2 separate regions of the Mus musculus genome follow, and region 2 is linked to region 1. A link is a contact called in public HiChIP or PLAC-seq data. All regions are on one chromosome and are shown on one strand. The core of a region is the stretch at or near the end of the contact, and the rest is flanking DNA. Distances in the headings are between cores, read along the strand shown.

Region 1 (7,404 bases), core at 2,838-5,337:
AAGATTTCACCACCACGCCCAGTGATATCTTCTTGATACCTTCTCAGCTTGTTTGTTCAAACGCTGTTCACAATAGTCAGTGAATGAAGGTGACCTAAATGTCTACCAAGACGTGAATAGATGAAGACAATATCAGCCACCCTCCTCCCAGTACCCCCTCCCAGAGATTCTCCCCCATTCTCTCCTTTTCTTCTCAGACTAACTGTATCCTCTCCCACTGAGGCCAGACAAGGTGGCTCAGTTATGAGAATGGGAGCCACAGGCAGGCAACAGACTCAGGGACTCAGGGCCATCCCACTGCTTCAGTTGTCCAGCAACCAGGAAAATGTGGTACTTTTGAGTGGAATACTATTCATCCATGAAAAAGAATAAAATTGCTGTAATACATGGCAGCGTGGATGGTGTTGTGTGCCTTTGCTTGGAGAGAAGTAGGGAAACATGTAATCAATCCAGAAAGGGCACCGGTGACAAATTGATAAATGATTCCAGCCAAATCTAGCTTGTAAAATAGTGAGTTTAATGCGATTGCTTCCAGAGCATGAGTAAGCAGTTGTCTAGAAGATCATGGGTGACTCAACAGCAGCTGTGTCACCCAAAAGCTCAACCCAGTCTGGCTGATGACTACAGCAAAACCAAACCTCCGTCCATAGAGCTCCTTGCAAGACCCAAATCTGAGCTGATCTACCCTTCTCTACGGTTGTTTCTACTGATCATATAACCTTGGGGAGGGTCTTGAGTACATCTCAGCTTTATGAGAAGTCAAAGGTTATATGCTTCCTTAGCCTTGTAAGTTTCATGGACTTCCTGAGTCCTAATGGTCCTCCCACCAGGAGGGAATGTTTCAGATGGGAGGAAATAGCTACACAGCAGATAAAATTAGATATCATTATATTAACTGAAATAAATTAGAAATAGGCAATTCTAGACCTGATGGCACAGGCTTGCAACCTCATTTACTCAGGAAGGTGAGACAGGACTGCCCTAAAGTTGAGGCTAACCTGGGTTAGCCTTAACATTGTGCGCTCCAGGCCAGCCTGGGATCTCAGAAGGAAAAGTTGAGAGGACATAGCATTTAGCAGATGCTGGAAAGGATAAAGAGAATGGAAGAACAGCATAGGAAATTCAGGAAATACTTGTAACTCCTACAATAGTCAGGCTAATGTTTTAATTTAGCAATTCCCCTGCCCCAGCTTCCCAGGTATAATAGGAGTGTACCCCCAGGATCAGTTTGGTGCTATATTTCTTGATAGCTTTGCTGACGAAAGAGAATTGCAGTTATGCACTGGGGTAGCTCCAAACTGGAAAAGCCTGATGTAGTTGCGTCTGTCCTGTAATCCAGAACTCCAGAGGCTGAGGCAGGGGGAGGGGGGACGGCTGTGAGTACAAGGTTAGAAGAACAGAAGGAATAATGACTGTGGACGTTATCACCAGACGGAAATGAGAGCTGAGAGTCAGTGGGGTGGATTATGGGAAAAGGTACCTCCTGGTAACCCTGATGCCCTCAGTATGATCCCTGGGACCCATGCAATGAGAGGAGAAGACAGACTCCTACCAAGATGACCTCTGACTTCCGTATTGCTGCCTGCGCATGCAAACACACGCGCGTGCGCGCACATACACAGTAACAAAAAGTAATAAAACATTAGGAAAAACGTTGTGATGAGCTATGTATGAGACCCTGAGTCAACAGATCAAACAAAAACAACTAAAAGCATTTAAACATGGTAGGGGATGAGGCTGCTGCTTGGCCCGCACATGGACTTGGCCCTGTGTGTGAGGCTCTGGGTTTGATTCCCCAACACCTCTTAAACTAGCATGGTGGTACCCTGTAATACTAACCAGATGAGAGATTAGAGTATAGTCATCTTTAGAATGTTACATTCCCAGTTGGAGGCCAGGCTGGGCTAAATGAAACCCTGAGACAATAAGAGGGGAAAGAAATGAAGGAAGAAGAAAGGAAGGGATGGAAAGAAGGAAGTAGGGAAAATAATTCAGTGGTAGAGTACAAGAAAGAAAGAAAAGAAGAGAAAAGAGATGAGAAGAAAAGAGAAGAGAAGAGAAGAGAAGAGAAGAGAAGAGAAGAGAAGAGAAGAGAAGAGAAGAGACCACATAGCAGTTGTTCTCAACCTTCCTCATGCTGTGACCCTTTAAGACTATTCCTCATGTCATGGTGACTCCCAACCACACAATTATTTTTGTTGCTGCATCATAACTGTAAGTTTGCTACTGTTATGAATTGTAATGTAAATATCTGTTTTCCAACGGTCTGAGGTGACCCCTATGAAAGGATCATTTGACCTCCAGGGTGAGAACGGCTGCCATACATCATTGTAAACTTCAATCAAAACAGCATCACAGCGCTCGCTCGGTGGTATAGTGCTTGCCTAGCATGTGCAAGACCCCATCTTCAGTCCCTGCTGCTGGAGAACTAAGACACGTCTACACTGGGAACTGAAAACTGTGGTGTTCTTCTTCTCCTTCTTCGTGTTGTTCTTGTTTTTTGTTGTGAGTTAAAAGCTCCTGGAGCCCGGGCTGGCCCTCATAACCCAAAATGTAACTAAGGATGAGTTTTGAACTTCTGAACTGGCTTCGATCCCCCCATGCTTGGATCACAGATGTGCATTAAATTGGTGTTTGGGAAAGCTAGGGATCCAACCTAGGGCTTCCTGTATGCCATGTGCTAAGCACTCTACAATTGAACCACATTCCTGGTTCTCATGAACACAATTTAAATTTTTTTTTTGAGCAAGTGGTGGTGGCTTTAATCCCAGCACTTGGAAGGCAGAGGTAGGCAGATCTCTCAGTTCAAGGCCAGCCTCTACAGATCTTCTACAGATCGAGTACCAGGACATCCAGAGTTACACAGAGAAATCCTGTCTCAAAAAAAACAAACAGAAATGTACAATAAATTGCCTTTAAGGTAGGTATTCAAAATGAAAACACAACATAAATATATCTTGCATTCCAACTTGAAATATTTCACTATCTCTGTATAAATGTTGCCCAATCCTTGAAAAATACTAAATCTCCAAACACTTATGGCCAGACAGTATGGATACTGGGTCTTCAACTTGACCCATTTATACCATTTAGTAGTGATCTCTGGGATCCTTTTTTGTTTTGTTCTTTTAAAACGGGGTCTCATTGTGTTGCCCTTGGCTGGCCTAGAACTCCCTACATAGACTAGAACTCTCCAAGTCATAGAGATCACCAGCTTCTGCCTCCAAAGGGCTGGATATGAAGCCCAATGCCACCATGCTTAGGAACCTTCAGGATCTCCGAGGCCTGTTGCTTATCATTTACCCCAGGCCTGTGATTTCCTGCTCCCCTCAAGGCCCAATGACAGCTGGGAGTTTAGCTCGTTGTTAGGGTACTTTGTTAGCTTGCCCAAAGCTCTGTGATCAGTGATTTTTTTTTTTTTTTCCGAGACAGGGTTTTCCTGTGTAGCCCTGGCTGTCCTGGAACTCACTCTGTAGACCAGGCTGGCCTCGAACTCAGAAATCTGCCTGCCTCTGCCTCCTGAGTGCTGGAATTAAAGGTGCCCAGCAGCCCTAAGCGTTTCAAAGTCCTACTTCAGTCTGTGAGTCTCAGAATCCCATGTCTACAGACGGGCACTACTGCCCTGGTCTTCAGAAGCAGTCTAAAGAAAACAACTCAGTCACAACCAGACTGTAGCTCTCACACTATGGGCTGAAAAACTCCAGTTCTGAATACTCCCTAAGATCTTCAGGAGAGAAGCTTTTCACTACCAAATGACTGTGAGAAAGGAAAGCTAAAGAAAGTTGATGAGAAAAGCGGAAACAGTTGGGGGAGGGGGTGAAGAATCCGTCGAGACAGTTGCTGAGACATCTCATGGTTGGCATACCCCAGAAAATACAGCGACATTTATTAAAAGGCTGGCTGGAAAAATGGAATCAAAGGGCAGATTAAAAAGTCTGCCAAGTAAAATAATTTTCACTGGAATGAAAAATTTCCCTAAGAGTAGATACGAGAAAGTAGAGGGGGGACAAGCCTTCTTCTCTTTAGGGCCACTCAAGGCTTTCCACTTCCCCTGTGACCTGAATCATGAGAGAGGAACCCTAGGCTGTTCCACAGATCAAGGCAAACAGGGGGAATCTTGTGACCAGTGGGTGTGGAAAAGCCAGAGGGCTGCAGGAGAGCTGGTGTGAACAGCCAAGTTAGATGCCAACACTGGCTTTCTGGGAAGTCCCACAGGTAGTCTATTGCAAAGCCTCCAGGCCATTTCCAAAATCCAGTTCCTCCCCAATGCTTTCCTTTTTCTGGAGCAGAGCCTTGTGATTCCCTCTGTTTAAGGTCTTTAAAGCCTGCCCTCTCTGATGCCTGTTGTCTCTCAAAAACAATACCTCTGTGGTTAGGGGCGGAGTGTTACCTTTTCATCTCAGCAGGAAAGGAAGAAAGTTCTGCTACCTTTGTTTTTGTTTTTGTGGCTGGGGTTCTGATTGGTGTGTAGCATAGGCTGGCCTTGAACTCACTAAGTAGCAGAGGATGAGTTTGACTTTGGATCCTTCTGCCTCCATCTCCTGCGATTATAAGGCAGTGTCACCTATTGTTAGATGCCAAAATTTGTGTTTAAAAATGCAGTCAGAAGCCTGGAGTGGTGGCGCACGCCTTTAATCCCAGCACTTGGGAGGCAGAGGCAGGCAGATTTCTGAGTTCGAGGCCAGCCTGGTGTACAAAGTGAGTTCCAGGACAACCAGGGCTACAGTGAAACCCTGTCTTGAACCCCCTCCCCGCCCCCAAAATGCAGTCAGTATGCAATGGAATAATTTTCATATACCTGTATCATGCTTTGCCCTTACCCACCCCTCTTTATCACCCTCCTCCTACTCACCCTACCCCTAGTCCCAGTTCCTTTCTTCTCCCTAAATACTTCTCCATTGCTTACATTCCATTGCCCTCTCTCTTCCCTGGAGATGTTTCTCTCCTTGTCCGAAGTCTGTCTACTACCTTCATGGCCTACTTCATTTAACATTGTGAGCTCCGGCTCCATTTTCCTGCCAGTGAAATAATCTCTCCTGCCTTTAAATCCGAATAAAATTCTGTTGTTTGAGTGTCCCACATTTGAAAATTTATTCATCTGATGGACCTCTACCCTGGTTATGCATCTTGCTTATTTTTAAAAATATTGATCTGAGTATTTATGTGCATGTACATGTAGACTCTCCCGCACCTGTGGAGATCAGAGGACAACCTGTGGGAATCGGTTCTCTTCTTCTACCATGTGGGTCCTCAGGATCAAACTCAAGTCATTAGGCCTGACAGAGTGCCTTCATCCGATGAACTACCTTGCTGTCCCACTTTTGCCTATTTTTAAAAACATGATGATGATGAAGATGTTGATGATAATGATGTTGATCGTGATGATGGTGGTAATGGTGTGTGTGTGTGTGCATGTGTGTGCGTGTGCGTGTGTTGTAAATGCAGACTTTCATCTACAGGTATCAGAGGACAACTTTCAGGTGTTTGTTCTCTCTTCATTATAGGGTTCAGCGATTGAACCCAGGTTGCCAGTGCTTTTGCCTGCTGAGCCATCTTCGTTCCTATCAACCTCCCACCAAACTCCCTCTACCCCCTTCCTAGTTTTTGTTTTGAGACGGGACTCATGAAGGCTAGGCTGTCTTCCAACTCTCCAGGTAACCAAGCTGACTTGACCTCATGAGCTCCTGCCTCAGTATCTGTTGTGCTAGGACGTAGTATTATTGGTTAGAGAGACTAGTGCAGCGATCAACGTGCATGTGTGCATGTGTCTGCAGAGTTCTCACCTACAGTCATCCTACATATGGATGCACAGAAGAGATTCATATGTAACTAGCCTATGGCTAGTTGTATTCATTGGCTTGAGGACCTCTATGGTGCCTTTCATAGTAGCTGTATGACCAGCTGTGTATGAGGCCTGCTCTCTCTCTCCCTCTCTCTCTCTCTCTCTCTCTCTCTCTCTCTCTCTCTCTCCTACCCAGATTCTAATCAGGTCATAAGTCTTTTGGGAAGTCCATGAACTGTGAAAAAACAGGGCATGGCCCAGAGTGTTGGTAACTGATATGAATGTGGGTCTCTGGTTGGGTTTCTCACGAGTTCTTTAGAATAGCTGGCCTAGCCCAGATAATAAAGCAACTTTGGCCCCACCTTAGACCTACAGAGATAAACTGCCTAGACCCTAGGCACAGATATTTGAAAACAATCACTCTCCTGCAGAGGGGATGACGACTCAACAATACAGCTTGGGGCCCTGGTGTTTTGTTTTGTTTTTGTTTTTGTTTTTGTAAAAGTCTTGACAAATTAAAATCAAAACCAAATCCACGGAAGATCAATTTCTACTGCTCAGAATTTCTTGGATGCATAGCCCCTTTCTTGGAACATAGTTGGCTTACCTGGGGCAACACTCTTAGAACACTCTTAGAAAAATGGCCTCTTCCTTCTTGCAGCAGCCGCCAATTGCCAATAGCTTCCAGGTTAGGGCTGGCACGCCATGCTCACTCTATGCTGGGATTTGGTCCTTAGGTTTGCACAACTCATGTGTCACTGTCACAACTTATGGGAGCTCATATGTGCAACATCCCTGCTGTGCCCAGAGGCCACTCTTCCCTCCTTTCACCAGCCCTGGCTCAAGAAGTCATTTCTCCCCATCTTCCCCAAAGGTCCCTGAACCTTAGGAGGAAGGGGGTGTGGTATAATATGTTCCCCTCCTTTGAATGATGTTCTACTGCCAGCTCCCCCGCCCTACTATTCCCTCCTCTACCCTTTCCGTAGGTTCCAGGGTTTGAACCCAGATCCCCAGGCTCTAGCAAGTACAATGCCTGCTCAGGCATTTATTTTAAGAGCCAGCGTGACAGCTTAGAAGCCATCTGTTTAGAGTATATGAGTTATTTATTTATTTTATGTGTATGAGTACACTGTATCTGTCGTTCTGACACACTAGATGAGGACATCAGATCCCATTACAGATGGTTGTGAGCCACCATGTGGTTGCTGGGAATTGAACTCAGGACCTCTGGAAGAGCAGTTAATGCTCTTAACCACTGAGCCATCTCTCCAACCCCTGTCTATTTTTTGTTGTTGTTGTTGTTGTTGTTGTTGTTGTTGTTTTATTTAAGAAAACACATTTGAAGACTCCCCACCAAGAAAGCTTCATTTTGTCACCAGGCTGAGTCTGGCCACCGTGGAGGGGTTTGTACCTCCCCTCTTCCTGTTCCTTGACTTTCAGACACTCTTCCACTGTCCCTAGAGCCTTCAAGATGTCCTCTACAGCTTGTCCCAGGCGGTTCCCTCCTGGTTCTTATCTTCTGAGAATTAATCCCTTGATTACCGTGGGTGTCTCACACATTCCAAACACCTGCAGCAAAACATCTAAGTCTCCAGAGATCAAGTCAGCCAGAGAATGAGAAA
Region 2 (7,404 bases), core at 2,725-5,224, 300 kb before region 1:
GGAGTGGATGCGACAGCCAATGGTGAGTCTCCAGGTAACATAATGATGCATTCATCTCCTGATGACAATATTGTCCCTCTGTGGGAGGATATAAAAGTCATATAGTCAGAGTCCAACAATGAGTCTCTCAAAACAAAGAGCTTTGCTTTGTTTCTAATCAGGATTTGATCTTATTTTTGCCAAAATAGTCAGAGATAGATTGGTTTGTGGGATCCATTTAAAATGTTTTAAACTAATCAGCACAGATTTGTTTAGTTGCTTTAAAAAAAAAAGATATTTTGGCTGTAAATGATGTCTTCTAATAGAATAAACCATCCTAAACAATAAATGGTTCTTAGCTCCATTACAGCTTTCATTTTCGAGTTTCATAACAAACGAATAAAAGTAAGTCAACCTGCATTATTCAGTTAGACATTGGACTTCTCTGTTTCTACAAATACGGACTTCTGTGATTATTTACAATTTATGTGTATTGCTATCTGTTGGTAAAATTAACCATTTTGTAAATTAATAACTTCAAAAATTGGCTATGTTCTATGCTTTTATGTAAAGGGCCCATTATTTGAGTGCAACTTGTTTTAAGACAGGCTAAATATATATAACAGGGTGTCACTTGTCACCAAGGGCAGCACGAGACTGCCAGAGTGACACAGTACACTCGAATAATCATGACAGACAAGAAGATAAGTCACTACTCTCAGCTCAGAGGGGACACTGTATGATGACACATCAGTCCCTGGTAATCACTCCATAAAACAATTTGTAGGAAACTCTTATTTAAAGACTGGGGTATGGTCTGTAGGGAGGAGAGACACAGCAGGTTCTGAGTGAATTTGTACTTGTAGTTAGATCATATAGTCCTTAGCTTTCCACCCTCTAGAGCAGTGCTTTTCAACCTGTGGGTCATGACCCCTTTGGGGGATCACATATCAGATATCCTGCATATCACAGATTTACATTATAAGTCATAACAGTAGCAAAATTACAGTTATGAAATAACAAGGAAATAATTTTATGGTGGGGGGTCATCACAATATAAGGAACTGGATTAAAGTGTCACAGCATTAAGAAGATTGAGAACCATGTCTCTAGAGTAAAATTAGACAATCTGTGAACAAGTATGGATGGAGGGTATGCCCCGTGCCCTGCACTCCAGTGAAACAAGCAAAAGTGTTCTCAAAGAACTTGAAGCTATATGCCCCAGTCCAGGGGAACACCAGGGCCAAGAAGTGGGAGTGGGTGGGTAGGGGAGCAGGGAAGGGGGAGGATATAGGAAACTTTTGGGATAGCATTTGAAATGTATATAAAGAAAATAATAAATAAAAAAATTAAAAAATTATGACTGAGAATTATACCTTAAACACTCAAAACTTCACTGTGCCTTTTCTTTCTTTTCTCTTATTCATCTTGTCATTTAGTGAATGTGTTTATCAAAGACTCTAGGAAGTATGAGAAGTATGGCTAAAAGTAGCCATAATGGCGAGCTTTGGCTTTGATTGAATGAATCTGCCTCAATGATTAAGCACAGTGTTGATAGGGGATAACTCCCAACATTAGTCCTGGGTGTGCACATGGATGTGTGCTCAAGGACATGTGCATCCACTTACATGCAAATACATGCACATCCACACCACACACATACACATGCATGCACACACGCATGCGTGCACTCATGCACCAACACACTCGCGGTAACAGAAAGAAGAAGAGGAAACAGTCAATCCTTAAGGGTAGTAAAATTTCACAGATGCTAATGTAGAAAGCAAAGTTTGAGGAAGAGTAGAGCCATTTATATGGCCAGATGCTCCCTCGAGGTTATAGATAGGTTTATTTTTCCATTCTTTGAAGCATACTCCACATAAATGTGTTATTATATTTTCCACGAGTCTCTACAGCACACAAAATATAATAATGAGCCACTTTTTACTCCAATCTCTCCTAAATGTGGCATATCTCATTACATAGAACTTGTAGGATTTTGATACCCATTTGTCATCACCGCCAGCATCCATTGTATAGTGATTTAAATTTTGCAAACAAACCTAACAGCTGGTGAGGGCATTGCTGCTTATATTGCAGAGCTGTGCCATCTGTTTAGCTGGTGCAATTTGCAAGATTTCTTAGATAGCATATTTCATGATTATTTCATAAGAGGCACCCATGATAAATCCTCTGAGCTGCATCCTTGGAGAAATCAAAAGTAGCATTTATTATAGATTTGAAAATGGTGGTATCCTAGGAGATGATATAGCTGTATATCCCCAGAATTAAAAAGAACAATGTCTCATGTAAATGTCTATACCATACAGACAGAAGTCTTGATGTTGACAGCGGCTGTCATAAAACCCTACAGACAGAATTATTCAGATTTGAGGTCTCTGAGCCCAGCTGACACTAACTGGTGAACCATTCCCTTGGGTTCCTCAATATTTCCTGTCCCCTGCTCCTTCAGAGCCTGCTCTGTAAATCCCTGACTTAATGCCTCTGCCCTCACTGTAAGGAGCAGAGCCACCCTGAGCAATTATGTACACTTGCCCATGGGCAAGGACTTGAAGCATTGGATCCATAGAGATTTAGTCAAACCATTCCCCATATGGGCTAGGCTTAAAGGCACACCAAAACTTTCCCTGGGTGTTCAAGTTCAAGTGTTTATAGATCAGTAGATACATAAACTAGCAACTACAGCCCCCTCCTCCTCCAGCATATTTACAGTCTGAAACAGCTTACCTACAGAAACTTCCTACCAAGACTAAGCCCCAACTCATACCCCTTTGCTGCACTCAAAATATACCGAGGTTCTGAGTTCATAGCAGTAGTAAGTCCCATTCAGACCAAATGCATACACTCCAAGGGACCTCAGTCTTTCTGTATATGTCTCGGTGTGGCTATCCATTCTTCATTCCTTCACCAACGCTAAATCATGGTTTCAGGACTCAAGCTGTGCTGGTTGTGATATCTTCACCACTCCTGGTGAATGGAATTTTCTGGTCCAACAGTGGTGAGATGACTCAGTTGCTAAAGTACTTGGGGAAGTGGAAATAGGATCCCCCGGGGCTTAATGTACACCTAGTCTAATAGAATCAGTGAGCACTAGATACCACAGAAACCCTGCCTCAAAACTAAATAACCAGTTGGGTGGTAGTGGCACACACCTTTAATCTCAGCACTTGAGAAGCAGAGGCAGGCAGATTTTTGAATTTGAGGCCAGCCTGGTCTACAAAGTGAGTTCCAGGACAGCCAGGGCTATACAGAGAAACCCTGTCTCAAAAATAAATAAATAAAATAAATAAATAAATAAATAACCAAATGGAAAAATAAATAATGATTAAGTAAGGTGGACCATAATTGAGGAAGACACCTAATGTTGACCTCTGACCTCTATGCACACATGTGCACATGTACATATACACACAAAAATGGGAGAGCACAAAAGAGTTCCTTCTTGGTCTCTGTATTCTTATAGTGTGTTGTACTTACTTGCATCCTTCTGGAGGATTTATTTATTATCTTTTATAATTTATTTTTGTTATTTTTCAGTGTGTGTGTGTATGAGTCTATCTGTCTCTGTGTGTGTGTATCTGTGTCTTTGTCTCTGTCTGTCTCTGTCTCTCTGCCTGTCTCTCTGTCTCTGTCTCTGTCTCTCTCTCTCTCTCTCTCTCTCTCTTCCTCTCTCTCTTTCTCCTCCATCCACTGAATTTCCCTTTAGAGACCTTGTCTCATTTGTTCCTCTTTCTGTTCCTTTTCTTGCCTTCTTCCCCTTTCTTTGTCTTCCTATAAACCTCCCCGTTTCTCTGTCTCAAAGATCACTCCTAACAAGTATATGCATACTTAAGTGCATATGGATGGATATACCTTTCCAGACTTAAGGAGTATGTCCTTCTCTGTGACCCACAGTCTCTCCTCTCCATTCACCTCTTTACTGTCAAGCTTCTGCAAGATTCCCAACATATTTGTTAGCTCTGCTTGCTTAATAAGCACTCTGAAGCTCACCCTGCTGTGATCTGGTTTTTGTCCTCTGACTCCACCAGAAGGAATCTTGCAAACATCATCAAGGACATTTTTATTTCCAAGGATAATAGATGATTCCAAATTGCTATTTGATGTGACTGGGGGTTGCATTTGGCCCATCTGATTCTGTCCCTGTGCCTCTGTGTCTCTGTATCTCTCTCTCTCTCTGTGTATCTCTCTGCCTATCTCTCCCCCTCTCTCTGTCTCTCTCTCTCTTACACACACACTCACACAAACACACAGACACACAAATTGAGAATGTTTAACTCTACCTATGAAACAACATGACACATTGGAACTCATCGATGTCAGACCCTCTAGGTTTCCGTTCAGTTTGGTTTTCTTCCCCAGCCTTTGTTAGACTGCTATGTAAATGTTGGCGTATCCAGAACAAACTTGCAAATTCTTTTTCATGCTTCTAACAGAACTGCCAGTACGTTCAAACTTGGTCAGTCACAACTACTGCATTGTGTTCATAATTGCATTTCACAGAAGCCCTGAAACACTAAAGTTCAGTTCTCTAGCCCTGAGGACCTATAAAAAAGAATCAATGTAGTGAAAAAATAAATGTAACAACAACAACAACAACAAAACAACAACAATAATAATAATGATAATAGAATAAGTGTGGTGTCTGTAATTGATGATGTAGGTTTAAACATTGTCTATGTCATTAAGATGTGCTGCTTCTCAGGCTCTCCAACCAAGGCCACTGGTTGCTAACTGTAAAGAAAGTACCTTGCACTGTCAGGATGGTAGTTAACCCACATGTAGCTTGTTGTTGTTGACATTTGGACTAATGTAAACAGAGAGAAGTGACATGGGCTGGGTCAAAGAAGCCTGACCATCCAGAGCTGTCCATGTCATGGCAAGATGCTCTTTCATGCTTTGAAGACAAAGAAAAAATCAAGGACATAGTAGAAAGTCAAATGGCAGGCCTCATAGGAAGAAATCTGAATCATCCAACCTCATCTGGGGTACAGAGAATAGCTTTCACGAAATTCGGATGAAGATAACCAGGTCAGAACCTTGAAAGATTCTAGGGGGAAGATTTTAGGGGGAAGTTGTATAACCAGAATAATTGAGATAATTGAAAACTTAAGCTTACTAATTTCAGTGGGTCTCTCAGTGCCATTTAGACATCTAACCATATCTCTCCAAAAAGATTCAAATTTTACATTCTACAAGATACCTGGTCAATAAGCTCTTTCTTTTTCTCCCAACAGAAGCTGCAGCCTGTTCATCCATATCTATCCTGTTGTTTTTGTTAATGAAACTATAGAATTAATGTCCTATTCCTCCTATTCACTAGTCCCTCTCTCTGCACTGCACACACAATACCTTAATGAGTTGTTTTAGTTTGCTCATTTATGATTCAGTTGTCTCTTTTCCTTACTAGATTTTTTAAAATTAGCATTTAACAAATCTAGTGATTCTAGTAACCTTTTAAAACAAGGGGATATGTCATCTTTTCCCTTGCATATTCTCAGACAAATGACTCAAAAGTTTTTCAAGCCTACCCTTTTACGAATTCTTACCCTCTTCCACTCTGATGACTCTCAATTGTCCAGTCAGAATGGCCAACCTGGTGCTGAAGATAAGGACTGGTTGTGAGGCATGTTAGATTTCTCGGCAGTATTCAATTTTTCTAACCAGAGGTGCCCTTCCGCCTGTTCTCATAGCACATACTTTAGGCGACCTGTCTTGTATGAACTTTCCTCTTGCTTCCATGGTTTCCTTGTCATTCAGCCTTACCAACTTTACCTCTAATTACTGATGACATCATTTACATGAGCCTTAAAGAGAGACTATGACATTGTCAAACTTTCAAGGAAAACTCACTTTCAACTTAGAATTCGACATCCGTTCATGGTATTTAAAACTGTAAAAGCACACATATTTTCAGATGAACATGGATTCAAAACATAAATTCATTGAACTTGTTTTCAGTGGAGATACTGGAGCATTACCACTGAAGTGTGGAGGTAAAATAAAAACAAATGAGTAAGTAAAAATATAATTCAAGAAAAAAATCCAACAGTAAGAAACCAATTTTATAATGATTGTTACAGGGGAGACATCTATATTCTAAAAATTAAAATTACAAATTACTAAGCACAAAATATAAGAGGCAACTCAGCTTGTATTTACTTTATTAGTATATTCATTTTGTATCTAAACCTAATTAAAAATAAATACCCATTATGAAAATAATGTGTGATGTCTGCATGTTTTCCATCTACAAGGTACCTGTAAATCTGGTGTTTCGGTATGTGGTAAGGAGAATTGTAAATTGTTCCTAGTAGCCTTCTGTGGTGTGCATATGTGCTGAGTACAGGCCTGTCTTATGAGAATCCTACATGATCACTTTATACCATATTCCAAATGAGCTGAAATCTTACAGATTTATCTAAATGACTTTCCTTTGAGTTAGTAAAAAAAGATATTTTCCTGGGTGGGTCGGGTATAAACATTTTAACAGAGTCCTGACAAAGAGATTACAGCTGGTATGGAAGATATATAGAGATTCCTCAACAAAATTAAAAGCATAATTACCATAATATCCACAGTGTATCTCCAAAAGGACTCTATGTCAACATATCACAGAGATATTTACACATCCATACTTATTGCTACAATATTCACAGTAGTCAACAATTGGGACAGCCTGGATTATATATAGATGAATGCATAATTAAAATGTGATACAAGTATACAGTGCATTTTATGCATCCACAAAGAAAAATAAGGTCATGACATTTGCAGAAAACTGGATGTAACTGAAAATCACTATATTAAGCAAAAATATAACAAACTCAGGGTGCTTTTCTCTTATATTTAGAAACTAGATTTAAATCTCTCTCTCTCTCTCTCTCTCTCTCTCTCTGTGTGTGTGTGTGTGTGTGTGTGTGTGTGTGTGTGTGTTCCCCTTCTGTGTGTGTGTCTCTCTCTACGTGTCGGTCTCTCTCTTTGCCTCGTGTGTGTCTGTCTGTCTGAGTGTGTGTTGTGTGCATGTGTAAACTTAAATTCTTGTTGTACTGATGACTCTAGAAAGGAAGAGGACAAGGAGGAAGAAATCCTTAAGGGATGTAAGAATAGAGTGATGCAGAGCATATGTGAGCTGGTGGGCTGCTCCGTGGCCCTAGGCATCTATGTAGCAGAGGACTGCCTGACCTCAGTAGAAGAGGATGCACCTAATCCTGTAGAGACTTGATGCTCCAGGAAATGGGGGTGTGTTGGGGGTAAGGTGGGAGGGATGAGGGAAGGTGGATGGGAGGGGTGGAGTACCCTCTCAGAAGCAAAGGAACGTAGGGAGGGGGTGAAGAACTCTGGGACCAGGGAACAGACAGGGCGGGGGGCAACATTTGGAATGTAAATAAATAAAATAATCTTTAA

Evidence for each region. HiChIP or PLAC-seq counts read pairs in DNA pulled down with a chosen protein or histone mark.
Region 2: an H3K27ac HiChIP or PLAC-seq map of microglia shows a contact between it and region 1, with 5 times the contacts expected there. The contact joins two enhancer-like sites. A contact is called at or near these places in 2 of 39 promoter capture datasets (cranial neural crest and liver), 12 of 115 datasets of contacts at active chromatin or transcription factors (T-cell acute lymphoblastic leukemia, differentiating embryonic stem cells, embryonic basal ganglia and 9 more) and 3 of 9 other capture datasets (adipose tissue, liver and pancreatic islet).

What each region holds. Positions count from the first base shown.
Region 1 is chr10:96,606,499-96,613,902 of GRCm38.p6, reverse strand. No RefSeq gene overlaps it. Among named protein-coding and RNA genes, the nearest start is that of Btg1, 6.8 kb to the left of the region's middle. Within about 2 kb of position 4,087, at least 28 of the 459 cell types and tissues checked have an H3K27ac peak or open chromatin away from gene starts, as enhancers often do. A contact at or near this core is called in microglia, where this site is marked.
Region 2 is chr10:96,906,456-96,913,859 of GRCm38.p6, reverse strand. It overlaps Gm46240, which reads right to left. Exons shown (of 3, transcript XM_017314191.1): 2 at 1-78. The coding sequence starts at 41. Among named protein-coding and RNA genes, the nearest start is that of Gm46240, 8.8 kb to the right of the region's middle. Within about 2 kb of position 3,974, at least 12 of the 459 cell types and tissues checked have an H3K27ac peak or open chromatin away from gene starts, as enhancers often do. A contact at or near this core is called in microglia, where this site is marked.